Regions from separate parts of the Cricetulus griseus genome. Here region 1 is linked to region 2. Evidence: chromatin contacts called from public Hi-C data. All regions are on one chromosome and are shown on one strand. The core of a region is the stretch at or near the end of the contact, and the rest is flanking DNA. Distances in the headings are between cores, read along the strand shown. Region 1 holds the start of Ssbp2 (single-stranded DNA-binding protein 2). Region 2 has its middle 90 kb from the start of Ssbp2.

What was found. A called contact is a pair of places that touch in the nucleus more often than the background predicts.
Region 1: a contact with region 2 is called in a Hi-C map of the CHO-K1 cell line, with 7 times the contacts expected there. The contact joins the promoter of Ssbp2 here to the enhancer-like site in region 2. A contact is called at or near these places in 6 of 8 Hi-C or Micro-C datasets (the CHK-Q cell line, the CHL-YN cell line, the CHO-K1 cell line and 2 more).

What each region holds. Positions count from the first base shown.
Region 1 is chr2:310,285,584-310,292,292 of CriGri-PICRH-1.0, reverse strand. It overlaps Ssbp2 (single-stranded DNA-binding protein 2), which reads right to left and starts at 4,252. Exons shown (of 14, transcript XM_035440490.1): 1 at 4,096-4,252. The coding sequence starts at 4,157.
Region 2 is chr2:310,194,578-310,201,046 of CriGri-PICRH-1.0, reverse strand. No RefSeq gene overlaps it. Among named protein-coding and RNA genes, the nearest start is that of Ssbp2, 90 kb to the left of the region's middle. Within about 2 kb of position 1,741, at least 6 of the 6 cell types and tissues checked have open chromatin away from gene starts, as enhancers often do. A contact at or near this core is called in the CHO-K1 cell line and fibroblasts, where this site is marked.

The sequences.
Region 1 (6,709 bases), core at 3,003-5,502, 89 kb before region 2:
TGTCACTATTTACTATGTGTTTCTCAGGCCCATCTTCAACTCTTAGCAAATTCTTCTTTCAGTATCATCACATAATGTTAACAAATTATGAGCTGAGGATGTAGATCAGTTGGTAGAGTGGCTGCCTAGCCCTGGGTTATATCCCGAGGCCACATAAAAATGGGTGTAGTAGTACACGCCTATAATTCCAGTACTTGTGAGGTGGAGGCAGGAGGTTGAGAAGTTCAAGGTCATCCTTGCTACATGGGGAGTTTGAGGCTAATCTGAGCTAAGTGCTACTCTACCACAAAAAAAAAAAAAAAAAAAAAAAGTATTTATAGGCTCATCACTATTTCGTTGGTAGTGTGGTTTAAAGTTAAACACATTTCATATAGAAACTGCTCATGACTATTATATTTAATTTAAAATTCTCAATAATCAAACAAAATTTCTGGAAAGAAAATCTGAAGGCAGAAGGATTCTTTATTTAGGTTTCTGCCTTCTCCCACACCACACATCTGCAAGCTGCCAGTGTGGAAAGGTAAGAGCACAGGGGGACAGCAATGGTTAAGACTGAATAGCTGACCAAATCTTGATTCTGTTTTGATTATGTAACACAGTTCCCTAAATGGGAGACAACCTCTCAAACAGTGAAGGTAACCTGGTCACTCAAAGTGTGTCTTTCAGTTTCAAAAACAAGTGCCAAAGTTGAAGAAATCTTTGTCCCAAACACAGCTTTCCGATTTTTAGTATCTTATCTCTAGATACTTAATCAGATAGGGATTGTGCCATGTTACTTTAGCAGAGGAGGGAAAAACTACCTATGTATCAGCATTATTGTAAGAACAAGAAGAAATATGAAGAAAAAGAAAATAAACATGAAACTCATCATAGTGATGGCACACACAATGCAAAAAACAACATTTATTTTTGTTGTATTCTTGTTTGGGGATATTTTTGAAACAAGACTAGGCTAAAGAATATGGAACTCAACCTTGTATGTCCTTTCAGTGAAACTCTTCACATTGGAAAGATTCCCTTAAGTCTGGCATATTCCTCAGCAACAAGTTTGGTGCTTCCAGTATTAGAAATCAGGGTTCTTATGTCAAAAACAGCTTAGAAAAGAAATTAAAAACTATTGTCCCTTACTCAAAAGCAATGTACATTACAGGGAAAGCTAAATACAAACAACTAATTACACAATTATTTAACTATCATTTTGGTCTGTGCTATAAGGAAAGTACTAAAGCCAGTGGCAATAATCTAACAGAACCAGAATTAAAATTTCTATGCAAACATTCCACCTTCCTCTGGGTTCTTCAATCACTCTCTCTAATCAAATCTACTGCAAACCCTTAAGTAGGCTTGACCTGTTTATTTGGTTAAACAACAAAATACACAACTAACCTGACGCTAGCCAATTTTATGATCAGAACTACAAAATTTTAGAAACTTACAAGCCACAAATTAATTTCAAATATTTTATATAGGGGCTTCTTATTGCAAGAGAAAGCCAAGACTTGATACAGGTTAAGTGCTTATCAGCTTTCCATTACGAAGCTGGGTGAGAAAGCACAGTTCTTAATTATAAAGCTGATATGCTTACTTCATGTTTGCCATTATTCACAACACATTTATCAGAATGCACTCATACTTATTACTGAAATATGAACTGTTTGTGATTTTTTTTTAAGACTGGAACAGTCTTAAGTAGCTTACTAGAGAACTCTTTATCCTTCATTTATCTCTTAAAATTTACAACCTTAAAAATTAAAAACAAGCGTCTGTTGCCATACCTTTAACGACAACTTTAAGTTTCCTATCTTCTGAAATCAGTAAACACACAAGAGACAATAGTGATCGGATTAACTCTCCCATCAAAATGACATTTATTCTATAAGAATAGGATATTCTGCAATGTTTGTCTTAGATGTGCTGGAAATTAATGTAGAAACAATGAACCCAACAACAGCCACTGTCAATTCTCCAAAGGTGGCCTCTTTAGCTAGCTAGCCCATAAGGCAAAGCCAGTTAAGAATTCCTATTGCCAACTGTAATAAATGGAAGAAATATATTTAAATCAAACAGCACCATCTAGCAGAGCCCTCATTACTTTGCTCCTAAGAGTTGATGTTACTTGGTATTCAGTTTGTCGGGTCTGAGAGCAAGAATGGCAATAGCTTGTTTTTCTGACAGAATCATAGAACTGGCACTGGAAAGGACCAAACATACCAAGTCTAACTTCCTTATTGTCTCAGCATTAAACAATTTTACTTTTGTTTTTTAAATTCATTGAGACTATATAGAATCGACTCAGCTGAATATCAGCCATTCCTGGGAGTCTAGCTAAAACCCAAATTACTTTAATACCAAATTTAATACCAACCCCCCAATAAGGTTATGTTTTCAATACATTACAATTCCTTCACTCCCTATAATGTGAAAATCCAGGTACTTTATAAAGATTAAAGCATCCTCCTACAGATGTTTGTATCAGATATATCACAGCCAAATAAATGATTACTAAGTAAACTAGTATTTTAGAACTCCAAGTCCAGTAAACTGCAGTTTCTTAACCAGGCAATGATACCATATATTTTATATATTCCTTGTCACAGCATGATCTTAAAAATATCGGGGGGGGGGGACCAATAGCATCTCTGCATTAATTTTTGTTGTTGTGTTTTGTTTTCTACACCAAGGCCTGCCACCTCTAAATCCTATGGGAATTGTGTGTATTGCTGCCAACACGAAGATTAGAAAATGTTCCCATCCCTAGGGCACAACAAACTTTCAAGGGTAAGACTAACTGCCTAAAGCAATGAGGGAAAACTCGGTAGCCTACACATTAGGTTTTTATTTACGAAGCTATTTTTGTATGCAAGGGACCCAAAGTACCTCTGCCCCCCCCACCCCGCGCGTGCGTGAACCCCCTCAATAAGACGGTGTGTTCAATGACAAGGATGCCTGACCCTCAGATCAGACCCAGTTACCGGGAATCAGTTGAACATCTGCACTTAGGAAAACGGGGGGAGGGTTCTTCCTCGGTGTCACAGTCACTATTCGCTCTCATTTTAGTAACAACCAAATCGCCGTTACAAGTACACAAGAATAGCAGCCAACAAGCCCGCTTCGCAGCGTGCCGCGACCGTGGCACCCCGGCTCTCCAGCGTCCTCCCGGCTCCCACCGAAGTTCCCACCTGTATCTCCCACGACCCAGCCAAGCGGCTCGCACCCAGCATCTCTGCCGCAGCCCCCTTCCGCCCCGCGTCCACGCCGCGGGCAGCCCTCCTCGCGGCGCCGCCACGGCCCACGGGACCTGCCCTCCGCGCCCGTGGCCACCGCCTCCGGGGACACGACAAGTCTCAAAAAGTTCTGGGGCCGCCGCCGAGCCGGTGTGTGTACCGCGAGAGGCAGGAGCGCCAACCTCTCACGGCCGACCCCGCGCGGGCCAGCACACTTTCTCCCTCCGGGAACTCGGCGCTCCCACTCCCAAACTTCCCCCGCCGCCCCGGGCCGGCTCGCCCGGCCAGCCGGCCTGCCTGCCTGCCTGCCTATGCCGGGGGAACCCGCGGACCCGCGTCCCTGAGCCCGCCCGGCCCACGCCCGCACTTGCCCCGCACCCGGCGGGGCCCCGCTTCCGCCCGCCCGCGCGCCCGGCCCGCCGCCCTCTCCTCGCCCCACGCTCGGGGGCCCCGCCGCGGTCCCGCCGGACCCCAGCACCCCGCAGCCCGCTCCCACCCCCGGCCCGCCGCGCGCAGCGGCCCGGCAGTCCTGGACCACAGCTACAAAGTTACTTTGCGAGGAGGTGAAGCCGCGGGTGGTTCCCCTCAACCACCCAAACAAGTTTCCATCCCCGCCGCCGCCCCCCGCCACGCGCGTTCCTCCCGCCACCCGCCGCCCGCGGCCACCCGCCGGGGGCTCCCCGTGGAAGCGGCCGCTCCCCGAGCTCCGCGCCCCCGCCCCGCACCTCCCTCTGCAACCCACCCCCCGGCTTCTCTCCCCCCCACCCCCAGGCGGGGCGGCCGTGTGGCTGCGGTTCCCGGAGAGTGCGAGTGCGTGCGCGAGTGTGCGCGCGTGCGAAGGCGGAGGTGGCTGCGGCGCGGAGACACTCACTTCTCCCGGGCCTGGCTGTCGGACGGGACGGCGCTGCTGTTACTCTTGCCTTTGCCGTACATGCTTGTGCCGAGAGCAGCTCCCACTGTCACGCACCTGTCAACCCATCACAGCCTCCCCGGGAACAGCCCCGTCCCCATGGCGACCCACGCAGCCACCCCCACCATTGGCCGCCCCACGCCAGAGCTCCGCCCTCCTCGCCCTGGCAACGCGCGAGACTGACAGGCCTCCCCTCCCTCCGGCCTGCCGGAGCGCGCGGCGGCGGCTCGGCCTTAGCGGCAGTCTCCTCCCTCCTTCCCTCCCTCGCCGGCTCCCTCCCTCCCTCCTTCCCTCTCCGCCGAGCTCCCCCCCTCCCGCTCTCCTTCCCCCCTCCCCCTCCGAACCCGGGCGCTAGGGGGGAATTAGAAACTGCTCTAGAAGGATTTTAAACAACTGGCTGTTCCCTCCGCCGCCGTCCCGCCCCCCGCGCCGCCCGCGCCCGGCTCCTCACTGGAGAGAAGGCGCGGGGAGGAGGGGAAAGTGCGGCCTGGAGTGCCTGGCAGCGACTGCGGAACGGGAGTCGCCGCGGCCCCAGACTTCTGGGCGCCCGGCGAGTCCAGAGACAGACCCGACCCACCGCCCCAGCCCCGGGGGGGCCCCTCCAGGCCCCTCTCCCCCTCCTCTCCGGCCTGACACCCGGTGCCCGTGCCCCGATTGACCACATCCCCACTCTCTAGGTGTCGCCTCCCGCCCTGCTCCCGGAGGGCCAGCAGGCCGGGGTCGCCCGCTCTGAACCCTCGACCTTGTGGCTGAGGGACTAAGAGACTCTCCTCCTTGCCCGGGGAGGCACTGGACCCCGTTCCCGGATCGCCCGTCCAGGTGGTGTCGCCTGCTGAAGCCAAGCCCTATGTCCCAAGAGAACACCCTGCCTAGTGTCAGCCTCCTTTCTATGAGGGGAGCACACCCCCAAAGAGGCCAAGTGGCCTACTCCTGGGACCATAGTGGCCCACGCGAGGCCTTGGTCTTTTCCTCGTCAGGACTCTGCACAGGTCTGCGGCAGACCCGGGGCCCAGGCAGTCTCTACTCGGCCTGTCCTAATAGTTTGGGTAGGCAATGTCATTTCAGTTTGACCCCTTGACTGGAAAGAATCAGAGAAGGCCCTGAAAGACATCCCTGTACTTGCCCGGAGGAACAGGCCGCCAAGCTCAAGGTGTACAAAGCTGTGCCCAAGCTGAAAACTCCTCGAGAATATTTTTGGATCCAAGTCCCTAATCTCATTTCAATGAATGCGCAAAAGTTTCTCTAGACACAGGCAACCTGGTTTCTGATAGACTCCATCCTTTATTTTGTCGGAGATCCTTGGCAGTAAAATCAGACAGGGTGGAAATCGGGTTGGGAGAAGAGATGAGCTTCAAATGGGAGGTGACAGGGGAAGAGAAGTGCCATTGGGGTAGGACAGGGAAACCTCAGAAAAGGATGAATAGAGGAGGAGGAACGGTTATGCTAAGGAAAAGGAAATAGCATTCAAATGAGGATGCATACCTTTCTATTGCGCACAGCTTTAAGCATTTAGCAGTAGGATCATAAAAATGCATATGGAGATTCTGAGATAGATGGAAAGGAAAGAAATGGAGTTTGTGAGCTCTGATAGCAGGTGACAGAAATAAAACAGCAGAAGGTTAAGGAAGGGCAGTTAGTAGGAAAGAGAATCAAAACGGGTTGGCAACCAAACATCAATCAAAGACTGCCGGAAAATGAAGAGGACGAGGACCGACTTCCACTGCTGGCAAGGAAAATGATGAGGAAAAGCAAACTATAAAAAGAGAAAGTAGCTAGAAGAAACAGTTAAATGGACAAGGCATGATCATGACAAAAATAACAGATCATAGACATGGTTTTTAAAAATATACATTTCTACAGAACAAACAGTAAGTCAGTAAAAGAAGTAATATAAAGTATAAAAGGTGACATTGGCTTAACTAGACTAATTCCAAAGAGAATTTGCCATTTCAAACTCTAGAATTTCCCTTTCTGTTTTAACTGACCCACAGTAGTGGCTGAGATACGGCTTGCATGTTCTACCTTCTGGTTCTAATAACCTACAGAGATTTGGTGCTTGGAACATTACATTCATGGACTGTGAAGACCTGAAAGAAATGAGCCAGCAATCCTCTCTTCCAAAAAACTTGATCAAAAGGCTCAAATGTATATAAAGTTGTTACCATTTGCAAACACTACCTCCAAAGCTAGCTTGTAGAATTGTTGCCCAATTATCCTCTGTTAGCTTTACCCCAGAAAACGTTTACCATCTCAAGGCTCTGTTACCCATACAACACTGCATATATAATGTTGCTCAGATACGGTCAAGAAGAGACCTCTGGCAACTGCCGAACTACTTTTAGGTCCACAACTATGTCATAACATTTTACTATCAAAGGTGGTGAGCCTAACTAGGACCTATATCCTTGACCTTCCCTCTTCTGCTTTGTATCACACTGAAATGTAGCCACCACCTATGTCAAGAATAAAAGATGGAGGCCATCTTGGCCAAGTGTGCTGCTACTTGGGGGGCATAACACACTCTTTAAAAAAAAAAAAAAAAAAAAAAAGATTGCCTTGCCAGGTAGCTTTCCCA
Region 2 (6,469 bases), core at 492-2,991:
ACTGATTCTTGGCCACTATCCTGGTACTAGATAAGCTAAGAGATACACAGGGGAATGGCAAAAGTTCACCCAAGTCAAAGCAGCCTGTGAGGTGCAGACACCCAAGCTGGAAGCTGTGTGTGGTGCTGAGACTCAAGTATAAGCAGTTGATTTACAGATAATATGAATAAATACCGCTAAAGATCTTAATGAGTGCCCACGATAGGCAGAAATGCAGGAGACAGCAGAAGAAGGGCTGAAACACAGCAAATGGGCTGGAGGAAAAACAAAGGTGGTGGTATCTGGGAGCCAGGCAGAGAGAGGAGAGGGAAGACACCAAGCAGACCTGCCTGCTTTGGGGCATTCATGGGTACTAGAGACTAGAGAGGGCACTGCGGCCACCTGTCCAGCAGCTCCGCAGTTTTGGCAGCGTGATCCCCATGCCTGCATTGCTGGACCCAGCTTGAGAGCTTCCTAAAATATCCCTGGGGCTGATGCAATAGCAGTTTGTGATGGTGCAGCATTGCCATGTGCTGACGGAATAACCTGGTGATGTGGCTGAGGCCTTTTATGTCTTCCTAGGAGCTGACCCAGTGTGCCCAGCATTCCCAGTGGAGAACAGGCCTGGTGGAAGAGTGGTTAAGTTCTCTGGGAAGACTTGACTGCCCATTCACATGCTCTCCATTGCTCAGTCAGGACATGACAAGGAAGGAGGACAGTCCTAAGTAGCCAATGCACAACCCTCAATGCCAAGAGAAGGGTTACCCAGCTCCATTTTCACCCTGGAGAGAGCAACACAAAGAAGGGGGAACCCCCTGCTCTAGGATACCTTCTGGGTATAGACCAACTTTACCTAGAAGGGAAGAGGCGCCAGGTCTGGTCTGAAAGATAAAGCAAAAGCTACCAAGTCAGGGTGACACCCTAAGTTATTATGGTCATCTCCAAATAAAAATGGTTGGTCAGGTTCTGCACAACGATTTGAATTTTGAAATGTGACTTTACCTTGCCAAAGTGGAACTCTTTGCTCCCTCTCCTCCCAGGCCATTCTATCTCTCTTAGAGGGCCGAGTGGGTCGAGCTGGAGGGAAAAGGTTTGAAAAACTTGCCCCTTTACTAAAATGTAAAGTGTCAATCACCCCTACCTCCATTCCCACTCCTAATGCTCAAAGTGTTCAAAACTAAAAGCTGCTGTATCTTTTCAGCAAGTAATCAACACAAGTTGAAAGACACATGCTGTTGCATTTCTGATCAGTTTGTATGTTAAGCAGGAAAATATACTGCACCCCTCCCCGCCTCTTTTTTTTTTTAGGAGGGGGGGGTGACTAAATGCATGACTGTTTAAAGAAGCCACCAGGCAGTGCCTCTCACTTTGTCTTGGCAGGGCACAACCATCAGACGAAGTGGGAGGAAGAAACATTAACTTCAACAGCTGTTTCTTGACCCCGGCTGTCAGTCTTCCCAAGAATAAATTTTGGAGAGTCCTATTTGAAACAAAGAGGGAGTTTTGGGGGAGAGAAAAGTTGGTTGGTTCCAGGGCAGCCGCCCAAAGAAGCAGGGAACAAGATGTTTGCAGTTACCACGCAGCCTGCAAGCCTCTGCCGGGTGCAAGCAAGGAGCAAAGTAACTTGAAAGCTCCCCTCTCGGCGCCCTGTGCCTGCAGTTTCCCCCCCTAACGCGCGCCCAGATCCAGCGCCGGTGGTAAGAGCCGAAGCTCGACTACAGTAATTCCCCAGCTCGGGCGGCTTGAAACTGCTCGGGCTGAATAGCATTTGCTGTTCCGTCCTGCGGCAGCCTCCCGCCGCCGCTGCCGCGCTCCCTGCAAAGCAGCTCTCATTATCCCGGAAGTTGTGCTGACACAGTCTCGCTGCCACCAGAAGTTTGTCAACATCAAACTTCTCCTGTGTGGGGTACGTTCACCTTCCACGAGTATTTAATCGAGCCAACAAGCAAACAAACAAACCCAAATAAACCTGCCCGTGATGTCATGGTCTTTTTTTTTTCCTTCCCTTTCCTGGAAAGGCTGGGGCTGTTAGGAATGTGCTGGTGGGCTGAGAGCGTCTGTGGGGTTCTAGGCGGTGGGTGGGAGGTGGAGACAGGGACCGGCCCGGGTGGACAGTGAGGAAGGGGCTGCAGAAGGCTGGGCTAGCCGTTACTGCTGGAGGCCGTCGGACTTGCCCGGGGACCTGGGGCCAAGCGGCAAGTTGGTCCTGCAGCCTGTTGGCTTCCGCTTGTTTTGAGGTTGCACCAACTGGGAGAAGGTGGCTTTGCATCCCCGGGACCTCCACAAAGGTTATTTGGAAGCAGTAGCCAGGCAAAGCAAGGGAGCCCCCCCCACACACACACACACAATGCCCACTGTGCATTTAACACCTCAAAGGACGTTGGAAACCCTTTTCGGAATAAAGGGCATTGAGGTCATAAAATACATTTTGAGACTTACACTGCCACACAAGGGGAATCCTGGGATATGACCATTTCTGTCCTTAGTGGTTCTGTTCAGATACCACAACTGGCTCTCTCTATTCAGACTCCTTCTCCAGTCAGCTCTTTAGGTCAACTTGCCAGGCACCTGGTTAGGGGGATTCCAGGTTTCCAGTTGCTCCCTGCTGAGATGCTCCTCCAAAGATGGGGTGAGGAGTGGACAGGACAACTCGAATTTAACACTTTCCCTTCCATATGTTTAGACAATTCCAGCCTGCTCAGAGGCTAGGCGGGCCTGAAGCAGTTGAAAGGAATGGGCCTTCTTGAAGTGGGGCTGCTTGCAGACCACAGTTTTTCTAGCAAGGTGTGGATGATACTAACTTTGGATCTAATTTCCAAGGGCTAGGACCTACGGCATTTGAACCTAGGACTTTGGAGAACGGGGTGCTGGTACCCTCCCCACCTCCCCGGCTTGCAGTGTCAGGTTAGACATGGGCAACTAAAAGGGCTCAGTAACTCAACAGTGGACAACCCAACGACTGGTTCCTTGAATTGGAAATATATCCACCGAAGATACACCAATATTGTTCCCTGGCTTCAACAGTAGATCTGAGTGGAAATAAACGTCTCTGAAGAGAATTATCCAACTGTGGCATTGCTGGAATGGGGAGGAAGTTGAATCCACTTAGGGAGGCAGGAGCTAAGTTCCTCTTCTTGCTGGTCTGCTCTTAATGACTGTGTGCTTAGAAAAATGAGCCTGTAGGCGTGTATCTTCAATAACAAGAGGACACTTTCCCTGCTTTTCAACTAACCTAAACAGGGAAATTGTACTAGCCCCAAGGGTCCAGTTTATCCTAGACACATACCAAAACCGAGTAGCCAACCAGAGACAACACAATACCAAACCTAAAAAGACTCAGGGTAGCTGGGGTATTTCTCAGGATTGGAATTTACTTTTGACAAGCAAATAAATGGATTTAACTCCAATCATATGGCAGAATGCCCTTACACATGTGTGGTCCCACACAAACATACCACACTCAAAACACTGTGGGGGGGGATGTGTTTTCTTAAAACTACAGTTGCTCACTATAGTGAATTGTATCCTTGGCCGTGCTTCAAAAAATTTCAATTATCCAGACTTCTTTTAAGGTTATATTTTAATCTTATTTATTTATTTCCTCATAATCTACAAATGTGGCTCAACATGCACCACAATGGATGCTGTGAATCAAGATGTGGAGGATTCCATCTCTAACTCCATATGCATGAATACTTTGTCCTGGTTGTTAATCTGTCATAGTGTAAAAAGTCTGATTTATAAAGGCTGAAGGGCTTTAGCAGAATAAGGCATTAAATGGTTCCTACAGTTGGGTTTATTTACAAATAAAACTATTTTGCATTTCTGTCTGCAATTTCCTAGCTGCACAAGGATAATTTTCATAGTTTTCAGTTTCTCCTTCGAGAGTGGGAGCAGTGAGCACAAGGAAACAATTTCTCTTTACAGCGATGTGAGCTCTGTGCGCATCTGGATTTGGTTACTCTGTAAGGTAAATATCACTAAATGAGCATTGGGCTCTTCGGGGATGGAAGGCACCGGACTGGGGAAGACAGTCTACTGTGATATACTGGGGGATGCAATGCATGAGAATGTCAAACAACTGGGTCCCTCTGCAGAGCTAATTGGGTCAACTATGGCATTCTTGAAAGTAGAGATTAATTTTAAAAAAAAACTTAAGTATTTTCAGTTTAATTTTGGTTACATTTAGGTTATTTTAGTCAGTATGGTTATTAGAATTTTACCCCAGGAATTCAATTAGAACAGAATCCTTTGGAAAAAAAATATGCTCGCCAATGAAAAAGTCCACTAATGAAAACGTAGCATTTTTTAACTTCCATGCTAATTACATTTTAAATAATGAAATTATTGTAATTATTTTATTTAAGGGCAAAGTATCTATATAGATAATAGCCAAAGCTAACCAAAGTGCTTTAAAAATTAATGAATATTAATGAAGTTCAGGGATAGCACAATACTGCCCCTGCCTGCCTCAGGAAAACAAATGTATTGACTTCATTCTCCTAAAATAATCACCCTTAGCTATTGATGGCTAAAATAAATTTATTGCTAAAATGATTGTACATGATGTAATTTTTGCAATTCATGAGACTTGGCCCTGTTTACTAGAGTTAGATCTCTTTCCAAAAACTAAATCTGTTTTATCTTTTGACATATCTGAATGCCATTTCTGTTCATTAGTTTGCCTTCTCAACACATTTCTGTCTCAGTTTCCTGCGTTCCCCTCCCCCCTTGTTTTAGGAGTCCAAGTGAACCACTCAGGGTTTTCAGGCCTTCATTTATATTTGGTATACAGATAATAGCATCGTTAGTCAGCACTTTCATTCATCTAAATTTGTCTAAGCATATTGGAAGCTGCCCATAAAATTTTCCAATGAAAGTGACAAATGGATGTCAATCAAAGGACCCACCCATTCCAACCTTGCTTTGTATGAAATTAATGTTTGTGTATAGATCTTCCATAACTGTGGCAAGTCAGGTTTTTCTTTTTTTGGGGGGGGGGAATTAATCTGCCTAGCTTGCTAAGACAAGTTTCCCAGGCAGAGCACTGGTTGGCATGAGGCTATATCTCAAACATTTAACATCTAATAGACAAAGAAAAAGAAATAACATGTGACTTTAAATGATCACAATTCTATTCTTTTTGTTACTCTAAGTACAAAACTCTCCAGCTTTACTTCAGATGAGTTTGTAATGAGAAAGGTAGAATCGTTTTCAATAAGCTAGCAAATTTGGGTCAAAAGGAAAGCTGTTGGGCAGAGAGGGGTGTGAGTGAGGAAGGGGTGGAAGGAAGGAAGGAACATCCCTGCTTCTGTCTGGGACTTTTTATTGGATCCACATCTCTGTGTTTCAGACACCCGGGCACCCTGCACTCTGCGAGCAGGACTCTACCGTAGTAACTTCTCCACTTTTGTTCTCACAAACAGTTCAGTCTCCCGTGCTTCCTGCTAGGTGACTATGTTTATTAGGGACTTGATGCCAATTTATATCTGAGATTATTCTAGCTGCCCGTGAAAGCCATTGCTGTCTTATATCCCATAACATGTGTTTACATGTCCAGGGATTGCTGCTGCTGCTGTTCAAAAAAAAAAACAAAAAAACAAAAAAAAACCTGTGTTTATGCATAATTAGTTTATGTGTTTAGCCAAAATGTGTTATATGGTAAGATTAGACAGGAGAGATTCTAAAACCCTAAATAGACTAACCAATCCTTGATAATAATTATAGTTTCACATTTACTACCACATTTTAGTACCAGTTGCCATGAACTATCTTTGTCCATAAAAAATAGTTAAGAAAAGTTTACCACTTGGCTGTCCTTCATCTGGAACTGGTCTGGAATGAAGCTAGTCTTTGCACCCGGGACTATGGGTCATGGTTTCCCTTCCCATTACACATGGCAGGATGTTTAATTTCACTCCTGTGACCCAGATGAGTTGTAGTAACTTTTGAAAAGTGGGATGCAGAAAGTATCTCCAGCTCTTTGTAAAGGTGGATTAGATGAATAATGTTCCAAATGATGCTTTGCTAAAGGTCCTGTCATTGTGATACCTGTGATACTTGTTACTGGTGTTAACCTTGAAGAGGTCAGGGACACGGTGGCTCTCAGACTTCACAGTGTCTTCTCATTGTGACCATCATCAGACTTATCGTGGCAATCATTTTTGAGTTCTCAATGTGTTTTTGGGTCCTGTAGTGCATTTCTTTCCAAATTTGCTGAATATAAGATAAAATGAGATTTGTTTTTCCTAATTGTCTTTTCTGCAATCTGACTTGGTTTCTGAAAATCCCAGGCTGGGTGGGCATCTTGCTCTGTTTGCAGCTGGAAACAGAGTCTCAAAATGGGGTGGGGGGGGTGATCTAGCTCTCTTGCTTATGATTTTGGGGAAAAGTAATAATTTTTCCATGTAGATTTATGTCTGAAAGATGCCTCTTGTAGGAAAGAAAAACAAATGAAGCTTTGGTTTTGCTAATAGACAATACTCACTCA